2 separate regions of the Ovis aries genome follow, and region 2 is linked to region 1. The links are chromatin contacts, called in public Hi-C maps. All regions are on one chromosome and are shown on one strand. Each heading gives the region's core, a stretch centred on a gene start, on an enhancer-like site or on the middle of the called end of the contact. The rest is flanking DNA. Distances are from core to core; before and after follow the strand shown. Region 1 holds the start of SMURF1 (SMAD specific E3 ubiquitin protein ligase 1). Region 2 overlaps SMURF1 (SMAD specific E3 ubiquitin protein ligase 1).

Region 1 (3,482 bases), core at 712-3,211:
ATTCAGCAGAGCCTTGCAAGTGCTGTGCTGCTGTTGCTAAGTCGCTTCAGTTGTGTCCGACTCTCTGCGACCCCAGAGACAGCAGCCCACCAGGCTCCCCTGTCCCTGGGATTCTCCAGGCAAGAACACTGGAGTGGGTTGCCATTTCCTTCTCCAATGCATGAAAGTGAAAAGTGAAAGGGAAGTCACTCAGTCGTGTCTGACTCCTAGCGACCCCATGGACTGTAGTAGCTCTGACTTATTTATGTTTCTTGTCCCTAGTCATGTATTACTTGCTAATGAGTAAATAAAATGCAATTCAGTAACCTCCAGAAGTAGCCTTCTGACTCAGGAGTTGAGGAAACAATTAAGAAAAGGCCCAGACATCCAGGAAGGTAAGACAACAATGAGGTTAAGAAATGAAAGGTTTTTAGGTCAGAAACAGCTGGCGTAAGAACAGGGTCCAGCACCCAGGTAAGCAGAGAAAGGAAGACATTTAGTGTAGTTTACAGAGAAGAGGCTCCTCGAATATGGGAACCGAGCGAAGGGAGAAATACTGACTGCACTGAAAGCAGAATGGGGATTACTTGAGGCACTGCAGACTCTAAATGGACTTATTTAGATCCAGGGACTCGGTGACAATCGTCTCAAAGAGGAACAGAGCTGTATATTGGATCCACTGCTCTGTTGCTTCAACATAGCTTGTATTCTTGGATATTTCACTAGACTCATTCAAAGTCTGAGCTGCAAGGGGCCACAGAAATGATCTAGGTCTGTCCTTTTAAGTCACCGATGGAGGCTGGGAGAGGCAGCCTTGAATCCAACTCACGAGTCTTGAGCTCAGCAAGGGCAGGTGGGCATGTCAAGGGGCTCTAGGAAGAGGGCTCTATTCTGAAGACTGTGACCACAAGGAAGGTCCCCGGCTGCAGGGGATGGCTGCAAGGGATCAGAGCCTGGTTTCCTTAAGACACAAACCAAAGAAGGCATCCAGAGAACCAGGTAGTTGGTCAAAGACAAGTCTGATAAACAAACCCAGCTTTCCCTATCAACGTTTTTCCTCTTTATAACAGGTTAACGAGGGGTTTGTTTGCTGAAGAAAGCATAATGAGCTTTAGTTCCACCCTGAAACTCTGGCAGAAGTGTTAGCAGAAGGCAGGGAAACGCAGGCCTTAAAGCTACCTTTCTGTTTGGCTCAAGTGTCTGTTGACTGGATGGTGAAAACATCTACCTCTTTATCCGCCTCTCGCATCTTATTTACCTTGCCCATATATGGCACTTCCTGCGATTCTGGCAACTTTGTTACGGGTCAAGAGACAGCACTAGTTGCCCAGAACACACCTAGGGGACTTTGTCTCTTTGAGAAGTCCCTCCCTTGAATTGCATTTTTTAAGACACTCTTTACTCAAAGTAAATAAACAAACTGGAATTGCACGCCTATTCGTGCAAAGTCGTTGGTGTAGTCACAGACCTCGGTTTGCTGTAAGCCCGCTTTCAACAGCTCTCACGAGCTCAGAGCCTTAAGTGAGAGGCCTGGAAAATCGATGCCGTTCTCTGAACCTCAACGTCCGCATGCAAACCGGCTCCGTGGGAGAATGTGGCGGAGAACGAGAAAGCCCGCACGCGGGCCTCGCCGTCCCGCCCGCCCTGGGGCGTGCCCGGCGCTCGCTCCCGGCCGCCGAGGCTCTGCACGTCGCGCCGGGTCCCCAGGGCCTCCGATCCCCCTCCTCCGCCCCGGTGCGGGACGCCCCAACCACCGGCTTTGGGACCCTGTGCGCCCGGGGGCTGGGCCGGCGACGCGGGCGTGCTCCGAGCCCCGCCCCGCCGTCCCCGCGGGCGCGCGCACGCACGCAGGCGCGGGGCCGCACGGCGCGGGCGCGCGCAGGGCCGGGCCGGCACGGCGGCGGGCGCGCGCGCGGCTCCGGGAGGCGGCGGCGGCGGAAGCGGCGAGGGCGGCGGGCGTCCGGCTCTGAGGTGGTGGCGGCGGCGGTAGCGGCGGCGGCTCCGGACTGGGCTCGGCTGGGAGTGAGCGAGGGTCGGGGGCGCCGGGTCGAGCGCCGATCCCCCGGCTCGACCATCTGCCGGCCGTCCGGACGCCTGGGCCGCGGAGTTTGTGTCCCGGCTCGGACCCCGGCGCCCAGCCCGGAGCCGTAACCTTGAGGCGGCGGCGGCGGCGGGGCCGGGCCGGGCCGGGCCGGGGGGCGGCGGCGGCGCTGGATCCGCGGCTGCCCGATCGTTGGCGGGAGATGTCGAACCCCGGGACGCGGAGGAACGGCTCCAGCATCAAGATCCGTCTGACAGGTACGGCCGGCAGGAGGCCCCCGCCGGCGCCCGCTCGCAGCCCGCACGGCCCCTCCAGCAGCCCCGGAATTTCCCGCAGGGCGCCCCGGGGAGGCGGCCCTCCCCCTTGCCGGCCGCCGTCCCGGGACCGGCTCGCCCCCCTCGGCGGGCGCCCCTCACGACTCCCTCCCGGCCCCGCCCCCGCCTCCGGCCCCGCCCCCTCGCTTCTCGCCCCCACCCGCCCCCCGGCTTCCCTGCTTCCCCCCACGACCTGTCCCCTCGCGTCTCCCCTCCTGGCCTCCCTCGGTCTCACTCCCTCCATCCTTCTCCCCTCCTCGTCCCCCTACTTGGGCCTCTCGCTCGCCCCTCCCGGCCCCGCCCCCTCGCGTCTCCCCTCCTGGACCCCCTCCGTCCCCCCCATTTCATCCTCCACGCTCCCCTCTCCTCCTTGCCCCTCCGTTTCTCTCCTCCCTCCGTGCTCCTCCCCCCTTGCCCCTCACTTTACCCTCCTGGACCCCTTCCGATCTCCCCTCATCCTCCCCACTCCCCCTCACTTCTCCCCTCCTGGACCTCTTCCGTCCCCCGCCAGCCTCCTCGCTCCTCTCGCCCCCTTGCCCCTCGCTTCTCCCCTCCTGCCCCGCCCCTCACCCCCTTCGTCCCCCTCGATTTCTTCCCTCCCCCCTCACCTGCCCCCTCTCTTTTTCCTTCTCGGTCCCGCCCCTCTCTTCTCGCCAGCTTTTCCCATCCTCTGGCGTTTCCCTGTCTTCCCCCGCCCCCACCTGCCCCCTGGCTTCTCGCTCCTGGTACCCCCCCCGCCACCTATGTCTCCCCCTTCCCCCATCCGTGCTCTTCCTCTCTCCCCCCGCCCCCCACTTGCCCCCTTGCTTCTCCCCTCCGCGCCCCGCCCCTTTCTCTTGAGCCCCGCCCCCTCACTGGTTTCCCCCCGCATCCCGCCCCCCGTTTTCTACCTTGTCCCGCCCTCGCTTATCTCCCAGCCCCGCCCCCTTGCCTCTGTCTGGCGGCCTCCACCCTTTCCTTCAGCCTCTAATTCCTCCATCCAGTCTCGTAGCTTCTGCCGGTCCCGGTCCCCTCACTTCCCCTCTGGTCCAGACCTCTTCAGTCTGGGCCACTTCCTCTCTCAGGCCAGGCCACTATCTTCTCTTGACTCTGCTGCTTCAGTTCTTTGCGTTACCGTCACCCCTGTCCCACCCACCTCACCCCCCTCC
Region 2 (3,592 bases), core at 930-3,429, 54 kb after region 1:
AATCTGCTTGCCAATGTAGGAGATGTGGGTTTGATCCCTGGGTCGGAAAGATCCTCTGGAGAAGGCAGTGGCAACCCACTCTAGTATGCTTGCCTGGGAAATTCCATGGACAGAGGAGCCTGGCGGGCTGGGTCTCCCGTTCTTTGCAGTTTCTATGTGTCTCCCTGATGCTCGTGGTTACGGTCCTGGTCTGGTGTTCTGCAGTGCAGAGGGCTGCAAAGAGTTGGACCTGATGTAGTGACTAAACAACAAGCAAGGTGCTGATGGCACCTGGTTCCAGCTCTGTGCGTCCTGCAGGTGGTTGGCACCGTGATGGCTAGATTTGTCGTGAGTTTCACACTTACTGGGCACTTGGATCCACCACATCAGACACGAATCCGGTAAATCCATAGCCTGGGCTATGCTCGTACCCACATTGTGTGCTTTCCAGGGAGAGGTTGGGGTTACAGAGGCTTAGGAGCTGCTGTGCCCCAGGAAGCCGTGTCATCCTCCGTGGCTCCCGTGTGCTCGCATCACCCATCTGGATGACAGCTGCCAGTAGACAGAGAGGCCACATATTGTCTTCTATATGGATGACGTGAATTTTCATCAAAGTTACTGTAAACATTAGGTGCTACTACTTCCCAGGGAAAGCAGTATGGCTACTCAAAATACCTTTGATACATTGAAGCTCAATTTTGTACATAAAAATGTGAAAAAAATTAATGCAGAGGCCACAGCCAGGGATAAAATATTTACAAAGGATATATCTGATAAAGGACTGTTAATCCAAAATAATAACTTAAAAATAAATCGAGGTATAGTTACTTATAATAGTAGTTCCAGGTGTACATAGGATGCTTAAAACTCAACAGTAAGAAAACAGCCCACCCACTCAATTAAAAAATAGGCAGACGACCTGAACAGACATCTCACCAGAGAAGATATACAGATGGCCAAAAGTATATGAAACGATGCTCCACACCATACGTCATCAGGGCAATGCAAATTAAAACAACGATGAGATACTGCTGCACACCTATTAGAAGGGCCAAAGTCCAAAATACTGACACCATCAAATGCTGGTGAGAATGCAGAGAAATAGGAACTCTCGTTCACTGCTGGTAGGAGTGCGAAATGGTACAGACCCATTGGAGTATGGCAGTTTTTTTCAACACTAAACATATCCTTGCTGCATAATCCAGGCGTTGTGCTCTTTGGTATTTAACCAAAGGGGATGAAAACTTAGTCCACAAGAAAAACCTACACATGGATATGAAATAAAATTATTTTCGAGACAGGACAATAAAATTTTTAAACATGAAATTCTCTTTGCCTGTTTGAGCCCCTTTCCCTCTCACCTTTAGTGAGCATGGTGTATTTGCATTACATATTAACTAGATCCCCCTAGAAGATACAGGAATGCCTCCTTGCCAGAATAAAAGGCAATTTCCCTCTGGCGCCAGCAAGGTAACTCCTTAGGAGATAACATTCCTTCCCCAACCCTGCAAGGGGCCACAGGAACCCACTACTGGCTTTGTGGGACAAGGACACTATCAATATGTTACTGCCCAAAACTTGCATTACTGTGCCTTGACCTCTAAAAGGTGGAACGGTCCTTATAGCTTTCTGAAAGACTGTCTCCTGGGGTTATAATCCTCAGGTTGGCTCAAAATTGTCCATTTCTTCGTTAGATTGATGTGTTGATTAATTCTTTTGTTGGTAGATGTTTATTGAAGTTTTATTCATAATTGCCAAAACTTGAGAAAGCAACTCTAGTCCATCCAGACAGTGGAATATTCTTCAGTACTAAAAGGAAATGAAAACCACTACAATATTATAAAGTAATTAGCCTCCAATGAAAATAAATAAGTTAATTTAAAAAAATGAAAGGAAATGAATTGCCAGGTCATGAAAAGACAAGGAGGAGCTTTAACTGCATATTACTAAGTGAAGGAACTCAATCTGAATAGGCTACATACTGTGTAATTCCAACCATATGATATTCTGAAAAAGACGAAACTATGGAGGTTGTTTAAAAGATCAGTGATTGCCAGGAATTTGGAGGAAAGGATGAATAAGCAAAACAACCTTCGGGGCGGTGAGACTCTTCTGTGTGATCCTGTGTGTGTGGATCTGTCTCTGCAGGCTGCGCAGCACTCGCAGCGCACCGTCCGGTCAGCTGTGGCCTTGGGGCGCAGCTGCACCAGCCTGGCTTCACTGACTGCCACAAAGATGGCACGCTGCTGAGGGCTGCTGGGGGCTGCTGGGGGCTGGGGCGGCTGTGCACGTGGTCGGGGAGCATAAGGGAGATCGCCCTTCTTCCCACTTGATCATGCTGTGAACCTGAAACTGCACTAAAAAATAAAGTCTGCTTTGACAATACGATTCAGGGCGGTACATGTCAAAGGCAGGAAGTCCTTTAGAAGTTCAGAGAAAGGAGAAATCGCTGTTGGCCTAACAGGGAAAAAGTTAAGATTTGAGCTGTGACTGAAAGAATGAGTAGAACCGCAGTGACTGAATGGTGTTTCCACATGTGCAACCTTGGCTGACTTTGTCCTCAGACCCTTGGGTTCTTCCTGGGGTTTGTGGAGGGGTTCCTGGAGGTTGCAGAGGTGAAGTGCTTGGGACAGAGTTGAGCAGGAGACAAGTAGAGCTCTCAACAGATACTGACTGAATACCTGCTCTATGGGTTAAAGAAATTTTTTTATTGAAGTATAGTTGATTTACAGTGTTTCAGGTATATAGCAGAGTGATTCAGATTCTTTTACATTATAGGTTATTACCAGATATTGACTATATAGTTCTCCATATATGTAGTACTGTTTAGCTGTTAATCCCAAATTAATCCCTCTCCCCAATTCCCTTTTGGTAACCATAGGTTTGTTTTCTATGTCTGTGAGTCTGTTTCTGTTTTATAAGTAAGTCTGTTTGTATCCCTTTTTAAGATTTCACATGTAAGTGACATCATATGACATTTGTCTGACTTCACTTAGTATGTTAATCTCTAGATTCATTATCCAGGTTGCTGCAGATGGCCTCATTTTATTTTTATGGCTGAGTACTATTCCACTGTGCCTATATGTATGTGTGTGTGTGTGTGTATATAGGTGTATATATAGTATACAAAGGGCTTCCCTGGTGGCTCAGACAGTAAAGAATCCGTCCGCAATGCGGGAGACCTGGGTTTGATCCCTAGGTTGGGAAGATCCCCTGGGGAAGGGCATGGCAACCCACTCCAGTATTCTTACCTGGAGAATCCTGTGCACAGAGGAGCCTTGTGGGCTCCAGTCCATGGGGTAGCAAAGAGTCAGACACGACTGAGCGACTAACACACACACACACAATATACGTATGTATATGTAATATACATGTATACGCAAACACACCACATCGTTATCCATTTATCTGTTGTGGACATTTAGGTTGCTTCCATTTCTTGGCTATTGTAAATCATGCACGGTTGTTGGACTCACGCTCTAGCTCAAAAAAAAAAAAAAGAAACCGCCTGCTTAACTATCACAGAAAGAGGCCAGCATGCAACAGGAAGAAAGGCCCAGTGGTAAAAATTGCTATGTTGTGGTCTGGGAACAGTTAAGTAAACCATACTTGG

Evidence for each region. Hi-C and Micro-C count contacts between places; a contact is called where the count stands out from the background.
Region 2: a Hi-C map of hypothalamus shows a contact between it and region 1, with 2.5 times the contacts expected there. The contact joins the enhancer-like site here to the promoter of SMURF1 in region 1. A contact is called at or near these places in 5 of 16 Hi-C or Micro-C datasets (blood, hypothalamus, liver and 1 more).

The regions. Positions count from the first base shown.
Region 1 is chr24:37,602,125-37,605,606 of ARS-UI_Ramb_v3.0, forward strand. SMURF1 (SMAD specific E3 ubiquitin protein ligase 1) reads left to right here and starts at 1,962. Exons shown (of 18, transcript XM_027961801.3): 1 at 1,962-2,277. The coding sequence starts at 2,223.
Region 2 is chr24:37,655,897-37,659,488 of ARS-UI_Ramb_v3.0, forward strand. All of the region lies in intron 1 of SMURF1 (SMAD specific E3 ubiquitin protein ligase 1), which reads left to right. Among named protein-coding and RNA genes, the nearest start is that of SMURF1, 54 kb to the left of the region's middle. Within about 2 kb of position 2,180, at least 9 of the 54 cell types and tissues checked have an H3K27ac peak or open chromatin away from gene starts, as enhancers often do. A contact at or near this core is called in hypothalamus, where this site is marked.